Linked DNA regions of Mus musculus: regions 1, 2, 3, 4 and 5 are each linked to region 6. A link is a contact called in public HiChIP or PLAC-seq and promoter capture Hi-C data. All regions are on one chromosome and are shown on one strand. The core of a region is the stretch at or near the end of the contact, and the rest is flanking DNA. Distances in the headings are between cores, read along the strand shown. Region 1 overlaps Gm34496 (a long non-coding RNA gene). Region 2 holds the start of Ociad1 (OCIA domain containing 1). Region 3 holds the start of Ociad2 (OCIA domain containing 2). Region 4 holds the start of Nfxl1 (nuclear transcription factor, X-box binding-like 1). Region 5 holds the start of Zar1 (zygote arrest 1). Region 6 holds the start of Slc10a4 (solute carrier family 10 (sodium/bile acid cotransporter family), member 4).

Region 1 (3,292 bases), core at 774-3,273, 360 kb before region 6:
TTGACACAAGCCAAGCCAGAAACTGAAGGCAGAAAGCTCAAGGCAGAACTTAAGCAGAAGCCGTAGAGAAAGGCTGCTTGTTGGTTTGCTCCCCATGACTTGTTTGCCCCACTTTCCTATAAACTCCAGGACCACCTGCCCAGGGGTGGCACTGCCCACAGTGAACTGGGCTTTCCACATCAATTGTTAATCAAGAAAATGCCCTAGAATAATGGTTCTCAGCTTTCCTGGTGTTGTAGTCCTTGAAGACAGCTCCTCATGTTGTGGTGACCCCAACCATAAAATTATTGTCATTGCTACTTCATAGCTGCAACTTTGCTCCCCTTATGAATTGCAATGCAAATATCTGCAGTGTCTGATGGTCTCAGGTGACCCCTGTGAAAGGTGAGATATCTATCGAGAACCCTACCCTACAGGCTTGCCTTCAGGCAGGCCAATCTAATGAGAACATTTTTTCAGTTGAGTTTTCTTCTTCCCAGACGTTCCCAACTTATGTTGTTAACCAAAAGCCTACCCAGGACAAACCCTAAAACTGGGATGAGTCTTAGCATATTGTGCCCACCATAATGATGGGTAAATGGACTAAACGTGTAAGCTAATGGAGAGCGGTGTCTTGTATGAACCAGAGACAATGCGTCATGAGCTACAGCAATTTTTGAACTCCTCCCCCAAGGCAGCAATTTCTTTCTTTCTTTCTTTTTTTTTTTTTTTTTTTTTTTTTTTTTTGGTTTTTTGAGACAGGGTTTCTCTGTATAGTCTTGGCTGTCCTGGAACTCACTTTGTAGACCAGGCTGGTCTCGAACTCAGAAATCCGCCTGTCTCTGCCTCCCGAGTGCTGGGATTAAAGGCGTGCGCCACCACCGCCCGGTGATGGCAGCAATTTCTAAATGTGCTGGAGAACCTGGGTGCCTGGGGTCCTTCTGGAGTCTAAGGAATTAAAGAAAGGGTCCCCAGCCAGATGCTCCAATGGGAAAGTGTTGAATTGGACAAAGGAAAGCAGAGGTTCCTACAGCGTGATCTAGCAGAACCTTTCCTAATATACTAATAGAGATTCCGAGTTCTCCAAGTGAAGGTCGGAAAGCCAGCCAGTGGGGTTTCCCAAAGCAGCTGGCCAGTGAAATCCTGTCTCTACGGTGTGAGTGCTGAGAACTGAGACCTCCCCCAGGAAGAGCAGCCATGGTCAGCTTCTGGTCCAGGTCCAGGTAAGTGGATTCACCCACAGGAGTCTGAACCCAGATCCTCTCCTCACCTGCCCAGCCCAGCAGATCAGAGCTACCTACAGTGAGCCTGGGAGGAGGAAGCAAAAGGACAGGGAAAAAAATTCCTCGATCTCTAGGCCGTCAGGACAACAGTTGGAGGGGGCATAGACCAAATTGAATACGGGGGCAAGTTTGTGGGAATGGCTGATTATAATTCCTGAGTCTTAGACATGGAGCATGCAACTCTTGACTTTCTATTTATGTCGGGGGTGGTCCTCCAATCTGGACAGTTCTGGGCTAGTGGTTATTCTGGGGAAAACAAAACACTCAATTCTTTCCATTGTGCCATTCTCCAACTGCTCTCCAGTATTCAAAATGAAAGTCATCCATTTCCCCAAGACCTTTTCCTCAGTAGCCATCCGTGTCTTAAAACCAGGAAGCACAGGTTTGGCTATTCACCACCTCAAGGACTCAAGAACCATCATGTGTGGGCTTTCATTTCCCCAGCCCCGGAAGGTCCTTGTGTTCTCCATCCCTGCCGCGGTCTCAGCTGCAGAGAACACACAGAGTCAAGGAGGAAAATGACAAATGAAATGATGAAAATCAGAGTTCTGGCTGAATGATGCTGCTCTTGAACTCCTAGACTGGGATCCAGGTCTCCATAAGTCCTGTCACCTCTTACCCCAGCAAGTCCATTCTCTGACTTTTTTTTTTTCTGCTCTGTTCTATGTCCCAGGAAGCTGACCTGGGGACCACCTGAGGACATGCCCTTGTCTAAGCAAGCCTTCAGCTTTAGAAAGAATGCACAGGGTGGGGCGGCCAGGTGATGCCCACACATCCATCATGTCACTGAGCAACCCTGGGATGGATCTCTGTGGCAAGGTGATAGTGCTTTCATGTCCACAATTGGCAAGTGTTACATAGAGGGGTGTTTCTCTGTTCCTGATGTAGACATCAGAAAAGACTGGATCTTCACTCTTCCCCGGCTGAGCTCTTGATGGAAAGAGATGGGGCTATTCCAGCTTGAGATTCAAATACTCCCACCTAGACCAGGCTCCTGATATTTTATACAGGGGGGTGTCTGAGACCAAATTACTCATATGGCCACTGTACAATTATCCAACATAGAACACAGGACCAGGCCATTCTCTTGTGAAAGGTGTCCCTTGTAAAGAGTGAACAGTTCAAACTCTGACTCATTCAGGCAAGAGGTTATCTAGAGTAAGCAGAAACAGAAGGCAAGGGAGGAAACACCCTTTTCTTGATAGGGCTGGGGGGGGGGCAGTTGACACAAATCCAATGTATTTGGAAACTTTCAGTAGGAAATGGTCTGTAGCCTGGTAAAGGGAGACTGGGGCTAGCCCTCAACTTGGACTTATTCTCAGACCTCTAGAAAAGCATCCTTAAAATGTATATACACATTGGGAACTAAGAGTTCAAAGCTTAGGCTACAACTCTACCATCCAAGTACAGTGGTAGCAGTGGGATCAATTAGCAATAGGGGACACAATAGAGAAGGATCTCATAGGCCCAGTCACTGACAGGGCCATAGCCAGAGATCCAGGTCATAGTCCCATGAAGCACCTGGGCATCACTTAGAGATCACTAAGTAACATTCTGAAAGAGACTAATTTTCAGTGATGATAATTTCAATTAACAACTGCATATGTGTCCATTTCTGTTGCTATACCAAATAAACCAAGTCTGGAAACTGTATAAAGAAAAGAGGTTCACTGAACACACAGCATTTGAGGCAGGAAATCCAGGGTCAGTCAACCTTAGTCTTTCAGCCTCGATGGAGGGTCTCATGGCAGATGGCATCATGGCTTGAGGGGCTGTAAGAGGAGAGATCACATGACTTTTTTTCTAACAAATCACTCTCACAGGAACAAAAAGGGTCCCAGGATAACTACCTTTATTTATTCCGAGGACAGAGACAGCCAGGAACCAAATGTCCTTGGGGGACGAGTCACATCTAATCATGGCAGGCTGGGTATGTCAGTTTGGACAGTGGAAAGAAGGCATCTCCAATCTTGAGCTACTCAGTTAACATCAACAAGTCAGCTTCAGAGAACACTACTGCCAATCACGTG
Region 2 (3,298 bases), core at 242-2,741, 290 kb before region 6:
CTGTATCAGAAACATTTATATCCAAATATTACAAAGTATCAGAATAAACCCCCCTAACCAGTCTACCTGTAAATCAACAAATATTTACTGAACATTAAACATTTTTACAGTTAGTTGTATTTTACGTGCATGGTGCTTTGCTTGTATACACTAACATGCCTGGTGCCTGAGATCAGATGACACCTGATCCCCAGGAACTGGGAGTTCCAGATGGTTGTGATACTGTGATAGGACATGTGGGTACTGGAAACTCTGCAAGGGCCAGTGCTCTTACCTGCTGAGTTATCTCTTCAGGCCCCGACTTTTACATTTCAACTACCTGACATAAAAAAATAACTGAATGAAAAAGGGTCATAAACATATCTGAACTAATTATTCACATTCGACCCTTTGATTGAAAAACGGGTACATCAAAACAATGGAAAAAAATTCCCTTCTAAGGCTAGGTTATGTTATTTCACATTATTCTGTACCTTGACTCAAAAACAAAACAAAAACTACAACCATATCCAAATGATTAGGGAAAAACCTCAAGTCACTTCTAGGTTTCCAATTAAAACGAAACTGCATTGTATCCCCTAACTCAGCAGTCAAAAAATAATGACGTCACATTTTCTGCAGGTAGCTACGCTAATGGCAAACTTCCCTGTACCAGCCCAAGTAATCTTCAAACATCTTAAATAAATTTTAAAATCCAAGAGCAAATATATTCTTTCGCCTTCCTTTAAACTTAGACCTCAGCATTTCAGACAAAATAAGGAGTACGTCTTCGCTGAAACAAACGCATCGCAGTATGACTTACTGGATGCCAACAGCAAAGCACCTTTCTGTAATTCGTTTAGTCACTAAAATCATCACCTATTGCATACCTATATCCCTTCAAAGAAAAAGGTTTCAGAAAAGGTAAACTGAACTCTTGGACAGATGAAGCATTCAGAGGAAGCTTCTCAAACTGCAAAACCCTACCAAAAAAGAAAAAAAAAAAAAAAGAAAGAAAGAAAATCTCGTCCCCAGGGAGGCTGGAGGGCAGTGCGACCTGTCTGATCACTACAGCTCAAAGCTGTAATCATAAAGAACAAGGCTCAAGCGAGGCAGTAGCCGCGGACGCCAGCACTCCTGTCCCTGACCTGCCACCCCACCTCGGCCATCGCGGCTTTCCCCACCCCTCCATGCAGGTCTCCCGGTGCCCGAGTCACCGGCGCTGCAGCAGAGCCCAGGCCCGCAGTGCGACCGGACACCTCCGGGCAGGAAAATGGCGGCTGCGGGCGAGGGTGGGAGACTGGCGGAAAGCCGCGCCACCACACCCACCTCACGATGGAGGCGGCAACGCTGGGAGCAGGACCCGGGGTAGAGGCCGGGAGAGGACCCCAGAGACAGGCACAGCGGACAACGCGGGAAGCGGGGAGGGGAAAGAGGGCAGCTTCCAAGCGATCGCCAAGATGTCACCCACACACGAGCGCCAGCAGGCCGACACCCGGAAGCAGTACCCTTGACGGGAAATGACGTCAGGACAGCGCTGGGAAACAGCGGCGGGCCAGTTTCTCAATACTCACGGATGTCGATCACGCCCCGTCCAACTAGTCCCGCCCCTTTCACCGCCCCCCACCCCGCCCCAGGCCGCGGCGCTCCAGAGCTGCACTGCGGCTGCGCGAGTTAAGGCCTGCAGCTCAGCTCTGCCTCTAGGTTCGATGCTCTTGTGACATACCCCAGAGACTGTTCAGTGACAAGCCAGTAGGGACATTTTGGAACCCCTCCATCCTCAAGTCCCCTCCTTATCCCATGACTTTCCTTGGACTTCCCTAATTTTAAGATTTACAGAAATTTTCTTATGCTTTAAGCCTCTAGGCTAGGTAGTGAATTTTAAGCGTGAACTCTTAAGTTAACTGTCAGAACCTCCAGTCTAGTGTCCGATTGATTCTAACACTAGAGTCAGGATACACTCCAACTCGGAGACTCAGAATTTACTCATCTGAATAACAGAAATAATGTGTGTTTCACAGTTTTGGGTTAAAACAAGTCTGAAAAGGAGTTTAGGCTCTGGGGCTGTATTACCAGGAGACTATATTTTAATGCTAGGAGACCAACTTTTCGTCAGAGCTCAGGCTGCCACTCCTAACCACCAACTATTCATTTCTTACACTGATCCTAGGCATGTTTACTGAGTGCGTATACTGAACCAAGTCCTGAAAGTATATCGTTGATACCTCTGATAGCTCCAGCCCACGAAGTTATGAACTCCTATAATTGTCAGACTTCCCACCATTCCTCATTTCATATGTTTTTCACTGGTTCTATGGCATCCACGAACTTGTCTGTATGCTTATTTAAGAGAGAAAGTCATGTAAAACATGAATCCGGAGTCATGGCTAGACCTCTATGGCTCCTGAACCCCACACTAAGGACGAACTCAAACATAACTTGGGTGAGCTCCAAAGCCTTCCTGGAAGCTGATGCCCATCCAATGGAGAAAGGCGATAGGATTTGTTAACCATCTTAGACCCTTGCTATGGCACCAGGAACGTGGGGATCACCAGAAATCACGGAACTTTAAGCTCAGCTGTGAAAGCCTTGGGTTCCATCCTTGTGATCAGAGCAGCTGTGGTGTACCCACTGGAGACCCTCAAAAGATTGCTTCCACGAACATGCCCTCCTGAAGAGTCAAGAGCTCAGAGGCACATCCTTTTCTCAAAGGTACAAAATTGAGCATATATGCTTGGGAGAAAGATGTATTAAGAGGCATAGCTGGCAAGCTGCCCATGATTTGGAAAGTAACTTTAATTAAGCTCATTAGTTCACCAAGCATGACTTGATGGAATTATTCCTTCCATTTGCCATTGTTCTTTGAGAGGAATAGAGACATCCCTGGAAGAGTCTTTAACAAGCACTCTTTCAAATATCTTCATTGAGCAAATAGCCAAGGCGGTATCAGCCCAGCTTTACCTGTTAGATATTACTTTTGTTTTTCAGAAGTCACTTTATTTGTTTTTAAGTATTTATTTATTTTTATTTCTGTGTGTGGCTGCATGAGTCTATGTGTACCATGTATACCCCCACAGGTACAGGAACTGGAGTTACGGGCAGATGTAAGCTACCTGATGAGGGTGTAGGAAATTGAACCCAGATAATCTGAAGGACAGTAAGTGTCCTTAGTTTCCAAGGTATAGCACCAGCCCTGTTAGCCTGTTAGACATTACTGTGAAACCATTATTAAAGGAATATGTCAGAGTATTCCTTAATTCATAAAAATTCAAGCAATCTAATGAATTTCTTCTTGACTTCAGTGACATCAAAGTTTCCC
Region 3 (2,984 bases), core at 269-2,768, 330 kb before region 6:
TCTACTTCGCAAGAACACTTAGAAAGCGCAGCTCTGAAAACCACAGCACCACAGGGGCTTATTTCTGACTTCTGGTAACAGAAAATAAAATTAGCAGGCCTACGTTACCTTTAATTTGAGAGTCAAATTGGGTCAAGGGAAAATGAAACGCCACAGGGAGAGTCTGCCGCTGTCTACTAGGGATGGAGAATCAACTAAACCAGCAATATCTTTTTTTTAAAAAAAAGTTATTTTAGTCATGTGTATGTGTGTGCAAGTGCTCACATCTGCCCACAGAGACCAGAGGAAGGAGTCTTGTCCCTTAGAGTGGAGTTTCAAGTTCTTTCAAGCCTAACTCTGGTCCTCTGGAAGAGCGGCAAGTGCTCTTAACCACCCAGCTCTGGAGGGTGGGGGCAGGAAGGTGGAGGCGTAATCAATCTTGTATTGCCAATTTCAGAGGACCGATCTTTAAATGATTAACATGTCTGTATATAGAGCTGAGCAGAAATCTGATCTGGAAGGCCAAAGGACACATTGCTGGGCTTGGTGACCTCCTGAAATGGGTATAAAGTCAACTAAAAGCAAGCAGGGGTGGTGCTTTCTCCACTGTACATTTCCCCAGTGGACTGTTATGGTGATAAGTACCCTGAGAGGACACAACTTTTCCTGAGTGTGAAAGAGAAGAGGGTCTTTTTCCAGCCAGGCTGGAGGCCAGGGTAGAAAAGGCCAGGACAGGGCCTGGAGAGATGGCACAGTGGCTAAGAGCACCTGTTGTTCTTGCAGAGGACTTGGGTTCAGTTCCCAGCACCCGCTTGGCAGCTCACAAGCATCTGTAACTCCAATTCCGGGGGGTGGGGGTGGGGGGTCCCGATGCCCTCTTCTGATCTCTGTGGGCAGCAGGAAATGAACTGTTAGTCACAGGATGTTAGTTTGGACAGAGGGGTGGGTAAGGAAGCCCCGTTGTGGGGGTTAAAGCTAGAAAATATAAGTTGCCTCTGGAATTGCAACTTCCAAATTTCCCCCCTCAGCACTGCAAGACTGGTCAGTCAGTCAGTCTCTGCAGACAGAGCGTCTTTCTGGAAATTCTTGTTCACAACACACACATACATTTACATAGATACACATTCACACATGTATACATGCATTCACACACCACCACTCACATACATGCACACCCTCTCATACTCCTAGACACCATCAAATGCACTAACACACATATACTTACACTCAGTCACATACAATTACATAGACATACATACATACATGTATACGCTCATATATACACTTACCCACACTCACATAATATAGGCACAGGTTTATGCTAACATATATTTACATACATACACACAGAGACACACATATATACTCATATGTGTTCACATATATACTTGCACATTCTCACATACATAGGCACTCATTTATAGTCACACATACTAGGATATACGCGCGCGCGCGCGCACACACACACACGCACGCACGCACACACACACACTCAGTGCCTTCCCCTCATAGGCTAGCCATTGGGAGGGTAAAAGCTTGGCAAAAGAAGGCTAAGGAACCAAGGTGGGCTGTAATTGACTCCCTCGGGGTTGGGGACCCTACCGGGCTGTCCCGGCTGTCCGCAGCACAGTGCTTTTGTTCTGAGGTGAATGCTTAAATCCGCCCAGAGAGGGGGTTCAGGGAAACAGTTGGAGTCGCCTGTGTTTTTGTTGGGAGGACGGAGTCACGTGAAAAACAATGAGGTAGAGTATAGCAAGTGTTAGGAAGAGACTGAGAAGTGGGGGCTTCTGGAAAGTGCTGGATTCTCCCAGTGTCACCAACAGAGAATGAGACTGCAAGTGGGGGCGGGCTGCACTTGCTGAGTCTTGAGCTAGCGACGCGCAGAGGTGCGGGGAGGAGCGAGCGCTGGAAGGAAGAGGAAGGAGGGAAGAAAGGAAAGATCGCCAAGAAAAAAGGTGAGGGGAGAGGAGAGGGGCCCTGGGGTTCGGGTTGGGGCGGTGGGCGTGTGCGGCGCGCGGGAGGGGTGTCTGCAGTCGTGTGTGTGTGTGTGTGTGTGTGTGTGTGTGTGTGTGTGCGCGTGCGTGCGCAGCTCCGCCTCGGTAGCACCCACCCGCACTTGTGAGCCCACAGAGGGTGGTGTGCGGGCAGGAGAGGTGGCCTGGGGCAGTGTCTTTCTCTGCTGGCTTTCCTTCCCGGGTGCTGGGGACTTGCGCAGGCCCTTCACAGACTGCACCGCCGCCGCTCCGCCGTAGCCAGTCTCCAACGCTTGCCTGCCTGGCTCCTCTCCAGGTGCCACCAACTCCTGCGACCCCAAGCAGGGGTGTAGCTTGGAGTTTTGCAGGCAGCCTTCTTGGAAGGGTCTAGCCTTTAAATCTAGCTAGCTGATTCTGGGCCAACCTCCCCTCCCCCGCCACAGACTGGGTCAGGCACCAGACCTGAGAGTGTGTGCGTGTGTGTTCACGCGCATGTGCCCAGAAGGTAAGGCTTGCTCAAAGCAAGCAACTGGGTTCTGGAAGACCCAGCCCACCAACACTGAGGTGTGTGGTTGCTTGCTTCCTGATTCTTGAGATGGCTCTGGGTCTGACTGGGAATTTAAAAAAAAAAAAAAAATCATCTAATTTGCCTATAGGTGGCAAAGATTTCCTAGGGTCTTAATTCCTAGAAAATAAGATGCCCAGAGCCACTCTGACAATTGTTCCCCTACTGTTCAGACACCTATCACTGTGCCCTGGTCCTGTCTTCATTTCTCATCCCCATCCTTGCACAGCTTAAGACTGCTGTGCCCAAGTCTCAGATGACACAGTGGAGGCCCAGACACTTTATATCCCTTATTCCAATTCTCAGGACCTGCAAAGAAAGTCAGAATTAAAACTGGTGTGTTGCAGGACATTGTTCCAGACTTTTAACAATGCACTCGGGTGGCAGACAGATCTCTGGGAGTTTGAGGCCAGCCTAGCCTGCACAGGGAGTTAGAGGACAACGAGAGTGACATAGTGAGACTCTAT
Region 4 (2,993 bases), core at 486-2,985, 450 kb after region 6:
AGAGAGAAAGAGAGAGGAAGAGAGGGAGGGAGAAAGGGAGAGAGGGAGGGAAAGAGGGAGGAAGAGAGGGAGTTAGGGAGGGAGAGAGAGAGACAGAGAGAGAATCCTTCAAGGGCATACCCCTTGACTTAAACCTCCAGCCACTTACAGGTTTCATTACAAAGGCCGAGGAGTAACTAGTTTCCACGTGGCTTATCAGGACATTGCAGATGCAGAACATTAAAGAGAATTACACAATCATCATATGTCTAAGAGAGGAGGCCAGGAGTCACTTTACCTAGTTGCAACCCAGGCCCTGCTGGAGTGTTGAAAAAGATTTTTTTGGTGTCATTTATTTATTAAAAATTGGTTTCAATGATGAGACTCCACATGTTATTAAACAGGTATGTAAAAGAAAAGGAAGGAATGCTTGTTTGAAGCTCTCGATAAATATTAGAATAGTTTATAACTAATGTTTGGAGGACTGGAGGGAATGTGTTCTCAGGAAGGTTTAGTATGGAGATTTGGACAATGTGCTAACGCAGATCTGTGCTACACACCAAGGTTCTATGAGGGTCTCCTTATCATCAGCCACCTCAATATTCCCTCGACATTTACTGGTTTTGGATGAATTATAGGCCATGATGTAATACCTATGTACAAGAAATTAAAAACATGATAGAATTAAAGCTTAGTTTCAGCACAATTACCTCTCTATGCTTTAGTTTTCCCAGTGGTAAAATTGGAATGATAAATAAGGTTATTTTGAATAAAAAAAAATATTGACACAATGGACATGATGATGAAGGCCTGGAGCCCCAACAACTTCTAAGGCTGTGGTGAGAGAATCATGAGTTCAAGAACAGCCTAGATAATATTAAAAAAACTCATCTCAATAAATTATAAGTGTAAAACTTTGTATATGTGCAAACACACACACACACACAGACACACACACATATATATGTAAATATTTTGTACACTCCTGGACACATTGAATGGCATCTAAATATATTTGTGGTAAATGTTGGGAAATTAACTAAGCTGAAGGGTAATTTAAGGATTGTATAACTTCAAATATCAACAAAAATTCAGCTCATTTTCCAAGAGACCACTAAATGAATTTCTGCAATCTATACGTAAAGATTAGCTGCTGGCTTTCAGTTATTTTCCTTAATGAATCTACTGGAGGGAGCAGCCTTGAAAGGAAAAGAAGCAGTCTCTAAGGGAAAGCTTGTTTTAAAGTATAAAAGGTGGTTAATACTAGGGGCTAGATTTCATTGTGAGTTCTGAAAGCTTTCTCCACTCAAACCATTTTTTCCTACAATGCTCCCGTGGCTCTTCTGATCCTGCTCCCCATGGCGTCTTCTGTTTTCTAAGTACTTCCTGGACGAGGACCTGCCTGCTACCTGCAAGCAGCAAGACTATGGCGAGAACAACTGTTTGTGAATTTTGCCCTCTCTGAATCCTGAAACCTCGCGTATTTCCTGGGAGCAGCCGCCAGTAGCAGCATGCTCCCGGCACGCCCACCAACGGAGGCGTCTACTTTTCATGAGCCTCGGAACACTCTGGGAAATGTAGTTCCCCAAAGGCCGCGAACGACCGCGCATGCGCACTGAGCATTCCTTCGTCTCTTCCGGGAAAAAAAAAAAAAAAAAAAAAAGCTGCCTCGCTGCCACGCATTCTGCGGTCCGCGGGCGGAGGCTTCTGGGAGTTGTAGTCCCTGGCGGTGGGCGCCGTCGGTAAGGAGACGTAGCTTTTCGGTGCGGTCCACTTCAGCAGTTGGTTCCCGGCCGCGGCCGCGGCCGCACGGTCAGTTCGCGTTTCTGTGCCTACCGCACTTCTCCTGAGGCTGAGGAGAATTTCCCGTGGCTGGGTTTTTCCTGTCCCGGGTGGGCTCCTCGTGGCTCCGTGCTTCTTTTCTGCCCTCCGTCTTTTCCCTCCTCGCCCGTCGCTCGAGCCTGGGCTTGGCGGGACTCGCCCTCGGGAGACACAGGGCCGCAACCTCCTCAGACCCGGGTCTCCGTGTCGCGGGGTCCGTCCGCACCCAGCCTGACCCTGCGGTCCCTCGGCAGCCGCCTCCATCCTCGGACGCCCGTTCACGCTCCTTCTCCTTTATCTCTCCGCTGCAGGGATGGACGCTCCCTGGCGCCAGGTGGCCGCTGGCCGAGGCCGAGCCCGAGGACGGGCCACCGCAGTGCCCCTCTCAGGAAATGGAGTCCCTTTTGGTGGCGCTGGAGGAGGGCGAGCCAAAGGGTCTGGGGGCGCGGTGTCTTCGGGCCCCGGCCCCGGGGGAGCAGCAGCTCTGGCCCCTGCGGGTCGCGGGCAGCGCTCAGCTGGAGGCGAAGCCCCGCAGCCCCCGGGGGCCCGGGGTGAGGATGGCTCAGGTGAGGATGGCTCGGGTCTCCCGCCCCACCAAACTCCCCAAGTCACTTCCCTACTTATCGCTGGCTGCCAGGGCCCTCCAAGTCTCTCATTCACTTTTTAACAGCTCCCGGAGTTTAGTCTCAGGGAACCGTCTCCATTCAGGCAGATTTTCATCTCATCGCTTGCATCCTCATTTTAATTGATAATTGCCTTTGTTAGTCACTTTCTTCAATTGTGTGCAGCTGATTTGGTTAACTCAGTAAATGGATCGCCAGAGTTTGTTTTCTTTTATAATCTAAGATGTTTAACATCTGTCGTAAAATAGGACCTTGTGCTTTCGCATCTGTGTGTATGGTAACAGCAAGCTAGGCTAAGGTCTCAGAATTCCATTTACGAACAGATTGGGAACTCCATTCTTCATTAATCAACTCGACTTTCAAGACCAGTTGTTGATAGCCATCTTTCCCAGGCTACCTGACTTTTTGGACCCTGTAAGCGTTTTGGTTGTTGTTTTTAACTGATCCCAGTGCAGAAATTCCATGTCTTTCCATGATGTATCAGGTGTTGCCACGATGGATTTGCCAATAGCCTTGGTCCAAGATCTTTTAGGGCGACGTTGAGAGTGTTTATACATAACACTCCAGATA
Region 5 (3,379 bases), core at 105-2,604, 430 kb after region 6:
CCCTCTGCTCTACGCCCTCTTCCAGTCTGCCGAGGCAGGGGTCTTCGTGTTGATCTACAAAATGTACGGAAGTGAGATACTGCACAAGCGAGAGGCCCTAGACGAAGACGAAGACACCGATATTTCTTATAAGAAACTGAAAGAAGAGGAAATGGCAGACACCTCCTATGGCACCGTGGGGACGCATGACTTAGTGATGATGGAGACCACCCAGACCGCCCTCTGACTGAGGAGATACACGGGAGCTGAAACATCACTTCCTATTTGTGACCATTGGTAGCGAGTATGGTTCGCATCCGGGATAAAGATGGGTTGACATTTCCTGTAACAGATTTGCTCTTCCCACTGTAATGTAGTATCTCAGTATTACCCATGTGTTTTTCTAACTCAACAGAGTGTCCCAATATTGCTTACACCTGGATCAGCTAAAGTGCCGCGTCCTCTGCTTAAGTAGTGTGCTGTTTGTTTGTTTGTTTTTTGTTTTGTTTTGTTTTTTTCCATTTCCACCAGCATTGCTACAGATAGGAAATGGGGTTGGAAATGTTTGTAAAACAGAACCATGGGTTTGTTCAACTTACAAACAACCGATTCTGTTCAGGGCGAGCCTGTATTGAGAAAAGTCCAAAACGGGTCAGTGAAACGACAGGATAGCATTGCATCGTCAAGCCAGAGAAAACCGTATTAATGTGTGTGACTACTTGATCTAGTATCTATTGTTAATGGCCATCAACATTGTGCAGGGGTGAAAGGCATTTTTCCCCATATGTTTCCTGTATGTGTATAAACGCATCTCAGCTCCATTTATCGTCTGAAGGAATGATTTACTTAGGAAAATGCGTAGACCTCACCTCAGGGAGAGAAAATGGGCCACTTTGTTCATCCGTGGGAAAGGGCTGTGGCTACAGGCTTTCCTTCCGGAAAGGCCTGTGGCTGGACACTGTCCCACTGCTCTGGTAGACTGGAGCTGTGATCTGAGACAACCTAAGAGGTTCAGAGCAGTCTCCTAACCTTGGTATTTTGCTCCCTAATCAGACACACTGGCCTCCCTTGTCTTCTTCATGACAGACATCTGGAGCTACAGACATGGGGGCCCACCTGGCTCGGCTAATCTCGGTGATGATTCTGGGGTTGAATTCTCATCTCATCTAGTTCCCCTACAAATCCTTGCTGTGGCTAGCAAGGAAAGCTCTTTTTCTGCATCCACGAGGGAGTGGGGGTGGGGGTCGCCTCTTAACCAGTGTGGGGAAGGTTTTGCTCCTCATGGCAACAGCAGGTGGTAGGGCTTTTTCTACCAGTGCGCGGCCGCCTATTTAACGCAGCGTGGAGGGCAGCTGGGCTGCGCTGATGGCTGCCTGGGCGGGCGAGGCGCGGGACGCACCCATGTTCCCGGCGAGCACGTTCCACCCCTGCCCGCATCCTTATCCGCAGGCCACCAAAGCCGGGGATGGCTGGAGGTTCGGAGCCAGGGGCTGCCGACCCGCGCCCCCCTCCTTCCTCCCCGGCTACAGACAGCTCATGGCCGCGGAGTACGTCGACAGCCACCAGCGGGCACAGCTCATGGCCCTGCTGTCGCGGATGGGTCCCCGGTCGGTCAGCAGCCGTGACGCTGCGGTGCAGGTGAACCCGCGCCGCGACGCCTCGGTGCAGTGTTCACTCGGGCGCCGCACGCTGCAGCCTGCAGGGTGCCGAGCCAGCCCCGACGCCCGATCGGGTTCCTGTCAACCCCGTGGCCACGCCGGCGCCGGGAGATCCCCGCGATCCTGGCAGACCGTAGCCCCGTTCTCGTCCGTGACCTTCTGTGGCCTCTCCTCCTCACTGGAGGTTGCGGGAGGCAGGCAGACACCCACGAAGGGAGAGGGGAGCCCGGCATCCTCGGGGACCCGGGAACCGGAGCCGAGAGAGGTGGCCGCGAGGAAAGCGGTCCCCCAGCCGCGAAGCGAGGAGGGCGATGTTCAGGCTGCAGGGCAGGCCGGGTGGGAGCAGCAGCCACCACCGGAGGACCGGAACAGTGTGGCGGCGATGCAGTCTGAGCCTGGGAGCGAGGAGCCATGTCCTGCCGCAGAGATGGCTCAGGACCCCGGTGATTCGGATGCCCCTCGAGACCAGGCCTCCCCGCAAAGCACGGAGCAGGACAAGGAGCGCCTGCGTTTCCAGGTGAGGCCAGCCTGATGGCCTGGACGCCTCCAGAATTGTAGGGCTCCTTCAGGGCTAAGCTGGTGGCTCTGGGTGATGCAGAACATAGAATTCTTCCATGCCATCCGTCTGGTTTTGTTTGTTTGTTTGTTTGTAACATGTTTGGTGTTTTGATTGCATGTTGTATCTGTACACTTCGTTGTAGTGGAGAGATGGGAGCAGAAGAGGGTGTCGGATCCCCTGGGACTGGCGTTTTACAGATGGTTGTGAGTCACCATGTGAGTTTTAGGATCGGAATTACGGTCCTCTAGAAGAACAGGGTGTTGTTTCACAGCTGAGCCATCTCTCCAGCTCTTTGGCATATAGGATTTTGCAGCCGCTGCCTGTTAATACAATGGGAGGCGTTTACACAATAAAAACCAACCCATATGTGTCCTGACCCACTGGCAGCCTCTGCTCCTGGGGAATGCCAGTTGTAATTATTCTGATCACATAAACGCTACACATGAGGTCTCCGCGGAGAATGCGCACAGTCTGGTTTGGACCAAACTTCAGATGGCTGAAGGAAGATAAGTGCACACATGGCAGAAACATAATCTTTTGAACTTCGTTGCGGGGAGAGTCGGTTTCCCAAGGCTCCTTTTTTTATTTCCCCTCTAGATGATCTGTCTTGGTTAACTTGCCGGCTTGTTCTATACCAGCCCCTTCCCTTCGTTTCTGAAGCTGTCAACTGAAGCTTCTCTCTCCCAAACTTGCCTGGCTTAAAAAACAAACAAACAAAAACAAAACACCCCCCCCAAAAAAAAAAACAACAAAAAAAAAAAAGAAAAGAAAAAGAAAAAGAAATAAAAGAAAAAAAAAACCACTCTCCCCATTCATCGAGGCCAGCCACTGCTAAGCTGTTGGATGGTCTTGAGTTGCTGCCTGTGCTAGCAAACAAGGAGGCACAAAGAGTGCTGTAGGTCGTATACCCCCACCAAAGAAATGGAGAGCCCTGAGCTCCAGGAGAGGACTCTGAGACATTCCTTGTTTTTCAGTCATTTCAAGGCTGGTGTGTTTGAGGTTGGGGTGGCAGTGGAATGGGGTGTCAGAAAAAATAGAAAAGTGCTTGGCGGTTGCTGTTCACAGCTGGGTGTGATCTCTTAGGCAGAAATCCCAAGTTTTCGGGCCTCTGTGGTGGTCGTTCACCTATAAAAAATTGCATTAAGAGTTCTTCCAAGCCCTGCCACTCCTAAAGACTTAGTTA
Region 6 (3,301 bases), core at 414-2,913:
ACGATGTAGTCAGCCACGCGGTTGTATTTGTAGCGAATGAAGACGCCTAGCCCAATAGGAATGAGAGTGCTGCAGAGAGTCAGGGTGACTGCCCCTAGGGGGAGCAATTGCACCAGAGGGGTATTGATCCAGGCACGGCTGTAGATCCAGAGGCAGAGGGGCATCAACACCAGGGCCAGGAGTGTGGAGGAAATGGTCATGATGATGCTGCAAAAAGGTATGAGCAGAAGTCAGAAAGGGATTTGAGCCAGAGTCAGCCATGTCTTTCCTTACCTGTTACAAAGCCCCGGGAAGGGAGGTGGTAACACTGCAAGCCTCCGGGTTGAAGTCTGCAGAGAATCTATTTTATCATGTCGCAATAGAAACAGGAATTCAGGCAAGACAATGACCTAGGATGCAGGACCCAGGACAGCTGCCCTGGGCGTCGTGAAGCCTGGAAACTGGGTACCTGAGAGGATGCGAAGGAAAGAAACCTTTTTTCTTTTAACCCTACCAAATAGCCTGCAGCACGGAAGCTGGCGAAGCGACTTGTTGGATGAAACTCGATTACATTGCACTCTCAAGATTACTTTCCTTATGGGACTACAGTCCTGATTTGCTTTTTTTGCATTTCCTTCGAGTCCTAGCTTCTGACTTCTCCCTTCTCTTTGCCCTCCTGGAGACATGAGTTAAGACCTTGTCTCTCCGGGAGGGGCTGTGTGTGAAATCCCAGGGCCTTTAAGCAGCTAGGTTCTAGTCTAGATCTTCCCCCACTGACACACAATCTTTAAATGTCCGCCAGGATTTCAAAGCCAAGCCTCCATATACCCATCCCCACCCCATCCATCCCTCCTCAGGGCTTCACCCAAAGGACTCCAACACACCCCTCTTGCTGTGAATTTTATGGGTTGGGGTGAGAAAGAGGCCATACCTGAGGTTCATGTCGCCGTCTACCAGCAGGGACATGAGATTGGAGAGATTTCCACCAGGACAGCAGCCACATAGGAGTACAGCCACCGCGGCCACCTCATCCAGCTTGAAGATGAGGGCCAGCAAGAAGGCTAGCAGCGGCAAGAAGCCGAACTGGCAGAGCGCAGCCAGCAGAGCGCCCACGGGCCGCCGGACGTGCGCCCCGAAGTGGTTCACGTCCACGGTACAGCCTAGACCCAGCATGGTGATGCACAAGGCGGCGCCCACAAACACATTCAGCCCGTGGTTGAGCGGCGTGTCCCAGAATGGGGGCTCGTGGGGGATCCAGGGCCGGGGGAAAGCGGAGGAGCCCTGGCCAGCCACGCCGACCGTGAGGCTGCTGCTCGTGGGCTCTGGAGTCGGGGTTGCCTCGGGGCTAAAGCCGATGCTTGGACTTGGAGCGAGGCTGAGCCCCGGACCGGGACTAGAGGTGACAGCGAGAGGCGAAAGGGTGCTGGCGCTCGGGCTGCCGGCGTTGGGAGACAGGGTGAGGTTGTCAGGCAGCAGCGAGGACGGGGCAAGGAGCAGGGTGGTGTTGTCCAGGCTGTCCATGGCTCTGTCGCCGAGGCACGGTCTGCAGGGGCTGTCCCTGGCCACACCTCCTCCCTCGGTCCTGTGGTCCCTTTTACCTGTCTGTCTGGTCAAGCGTCCCCGCGGCGTCGGTGCGGCGGGCCGGTCGTCGCTGTGGTGTGCATGCTGCCCCACAGCTGGCACTGAGCGCCGCGCGGCCCTGTCGCCGCCCGCCCGCACCGCAGGCCCCGCCCTGCTGCTCGGTCCCCTCCTTTTAATCACAGCTAAGTGGTTCTGTACCAGTGCAGCCAGGGGTGGAACAAAGACCCGACAAAGCCCAGGAGGGCGGAGAAGACCAACCAGGCCTGGCTACCCATCAAATTCTCTGATGGCCCTGCCTTTTTTTCTTTTGAAAATAATTTTTCTAGTTCAAATGTTAAATTTGAACATAAAGTCCCATGTGAGGTTTGGATAGATGTATAAGCTTGTCAAGTCATATTGAATGTAGCTCCTTAAACATTTATCTGATTTTTTTTAATGATGAAAACATTTCCAATGCTTTCGCCTAGCAGTACAAAATTATCTTTAGTCAGATTGCCCAGCAGCTGCGCACCAGAACTCGGCCTCTTTGGTAATGAAATTTAGAGGGCCAGACTCATCGAATGGAGAAAAAGAAGTTTATCTATGTATATGTAAGTCATATATATAAATAGCTTAAATAACCCGCAGCCCTACCCATAGAGGCACCAGGCTTCATGTGAGCCAGTCTAAAAGCAGCACATGTCTGTGGCTTAAATTCGTAAATGAAAGTGTTAAGCCTTTATGTCCAGTCTAAGACTTAAAAAACAATAATACTGATCATGGTTTTTTGAGCCTAGTGCTATTTCAGAGCCAGGGCAAACCCATGGGCTCTATACTCTGTCTACAAATTCTATTTCATTTGTATCGATACATTGCAATTGTACATATCTATTGTGGGTGGCATAGCATTTTAATCACAAACACAATGCTAACGATCAGATGAGAGCCTTTGGCACACATTTGCATTGTCTCTGCTTAGGAAACTTGAATCCTCCCAGGCCCTGTATTGAAAATATTCAATCACTTGTTGCCAGTTCCCCTTCTGGGTCATACCTGACTCTTACAGTTGGAGGCAGGACACCCCCACTTCCCCATACGAAGCTGCTAAGTACCTGGCTCGATCTCCACCTTGTTGTGAAGCTGGGCTGAGAAAAGTCTTGATGAAAACAATGAATGTTAAGGGTGTTGTGGTCAGCTTTCACTGCAAACGTCCATTCTAACTAACTAGGTAGTATAGACTTTGGGTCTGGTTTGTTTTAGTGTGTGAAGTTTTATTTGTTTGCAAGGATTTATATATATACATACACACATATAAAACAAGGTTTATAATGTTGTTAGAAATTTAAAGGAGTCAATGGCAGGTGGGGAGAAGACATTTCCATGGTCACAGATTTATGAAGTGTCATGAGTAGAGTCTCAGCACTGGGATCAGAGGACTGGACAGAAACGAAGTGTGGAGAGGCTTGCCCGCAGACAGGCTAATCCCCACACAAATCACATCAGAGTTTACAGGAACAGAGGCTCAGCAGTGTGAAGCCCATCACTCCATACATGTCAGAGGAAAGGCACTTCTCTCCACAGAGTGTATCTCCTAAGGAGGTGGGAATGTCCCTGGAGCAATTACAGCAGTGACAGCCAGTTGACAGCCAACATGGGAATGTCTAGCCTACAGTCAGGGCCCAGGGTGTTCTAGCTGAGCAAAACCAAGACGGAGTGAATTCTTCCCCACAGGAAATGATTCCTATCCCTTTCCCAGAGAGAC

The links. Promoter capture Hi-C pulls out the DNA fragments that hold promoters and counts their contacts. HiChIP or PLAC-seq counts read pairs in DNA pulled down with a chosen protein or histone mark.
Region 1: a contact with region 6 is called in a FOXA1 HiChIP or PLAC-seq map of pancreatic cancer cells. The contact joins the enhancer-like site here to the promoter of Slc10a4 in region 6. A contact is called at or near these places in 11 of 484 Hi-C or Micro-C datasets (the BV-2 cell line, Th2 cells, bone marrow-derived macrophages and 7 more), 11 of 115 datasets of contacts at active chromatin or transcription factors (bone marrow-derived macrophages, craniofacial prominence, embryonic basal ganglia and 5 more) and 4 of 9 other capture datasets (adipose tissue, liver, macrophages and 1 more).
Region 2: a promoter capture Hi-C map of neural stem cells shows a contact between it and region 6. The contact joins the promoter of Ociad1 here to the promoter of Slc10a4 in region 6. A contact is called at or near these places in 3 of 39 promoter capture datasets (embryonic stem cells, hippocampal neurons and neural stem cells), 1 of 484 Hi-C or Micro-C datasets (nephron progenitors), 4 of 115 datasets of contacts at active chromatin or transcription factors (embryonic stem cells, pro-B cells and stem cell-derived neural progenitor cells) and 1 of 9 other capture datasets (adipose tissue).
Region 3: a promoter capture Hi-C map of pre-B cells shows a contact between it and region 6, with 3 times the contacts expected there. The contact joins the promoter of Ociad2 here to the promoter of Slc10a4 in region 6. A contact is called at or near these places in 6 of 39 promoter capture datasets (the C10 cell line, the HPC-7 cell line, cranial neural crest and 3 more), 1 of 484 Hi-C or Micro-C datasets (bone marrow-derived macrophages), 1 of 115 datasets of contacts at active chromatin or transcription factors (pancreatic cancer cells) and 2 of 9 other capture datasets (adipose tissue and liver).
Region 4: an H3K4me3 HiChIP or PLAC-seq map of stem cell-derived neural progenitor cells shows a contact between it and region 6, with 5 times the contacts expected there. The contact joins the promoter of Nfxl1 here to the promoter of Slc10a4 in region 6. A contact is called at or near these places in 2 of 115 datasets of contacts at active chromatin or transcription factors (embryonic stem cells and stem cell-derived neural progenitor cells).
Region 5: an H3K4me3 HiChIP or PLAC-seq map of embryonic stem cells shows a contact between it and region 6, with 31 read pairs. The contact joins the promoter of Zar1 here to the promoter of Slc10a4 in region 6. A contact is called at or near these places in 55 of 484 Hi-C or Micro-C datasets (the 4T1 cell line, the AML12 cell line, B cells and 31 more), 8 of 115 datasets of contacts at active chromatin or transcription factors (embryonic basal ganglia, embryonic stem cells and stem cell-derived neural progenitor cells) and 3 of 9 other capture datasets (adipose tissue, liver and pancreatic islet).

What each region holds. Positions count from the first base shown.
Region 1 is chr5:73,363,447-73,366,738 of GRCm38.p6, reverse strand. It overlaps Gm34496 (a long non-coding RNA gene), which reads right to left. Exons shown (of 5, transcript XR_377015.2): 4 at 3,113-3,292; 5 at 2,973-3,034. Among named protein-coding and RNA genes, the nearest start is that of Gm34583, 5.8 kb to the left of the region's middle. Within about 2 kb of position 2,023, at least 23 of the 459 cell types and tissues checked have an H3K27ac peak or open chromatin away from gene starts, as enhancers often do. A contact at or near this core is called in pancreatic cancer cells, where this site is marked.
Region 2 is chr5:73,290,987-73,294,284 of GRCm38.p6, reverse strand. Ociad1 (OCIA domain containing 1) reads right to left here and starts at 1,491. Exons shown (of 9, transcript NM_023429.4): 1 at 1,309-1,491.
Region 3 is chr5:73,337,481-73,340,464 of GRCm38.p6, reverse strand. Ociad2 (OCIA domain containing 2) reads left to right here and starts at 1,518. Exons shown (of 7, transcript NM_026950.4): 1 at 1,518-1,934.
Region 4 is chr5:72,558,387-72,561,379 of GRCm38.p6, reverse strand. It overlaps Nfxl1 (nuclear transcription factor, X-box binding-like 1), which reads left to right and starts at 1,735. Exons shown (of 23, transcript NM_133921.3): 1 at 1,735-1,791; 2 at 2,112-2,366. The coding sequence starts at 2,114.
Region 5 is chr5:72,579,059-72,582,437 of GRCm38.p6, reverse strand. Zar1 (zygote arrest 1) reads left to right here and starts at 1,354. Exons shown (of 4, transcript NM_174877.3): 1 at 1,354-2,154. The coding sequence starts at 1,381. It also overlaps the pseudogene Slc10a4l.
Region 6 is chr5:73,005,266-73,008,566 of GRCm38.p6, reverse strand. It overlaps Slc10a4 (solute carrier family 10 (sodium/bile acid cotransporter family), member 4), which reads right to left and starts at 1,663. Exons shown (of 3, transcript NM_173403.2): 1 at 911-1,663; 2 at 1-207. The coding sequence starts at 1,500.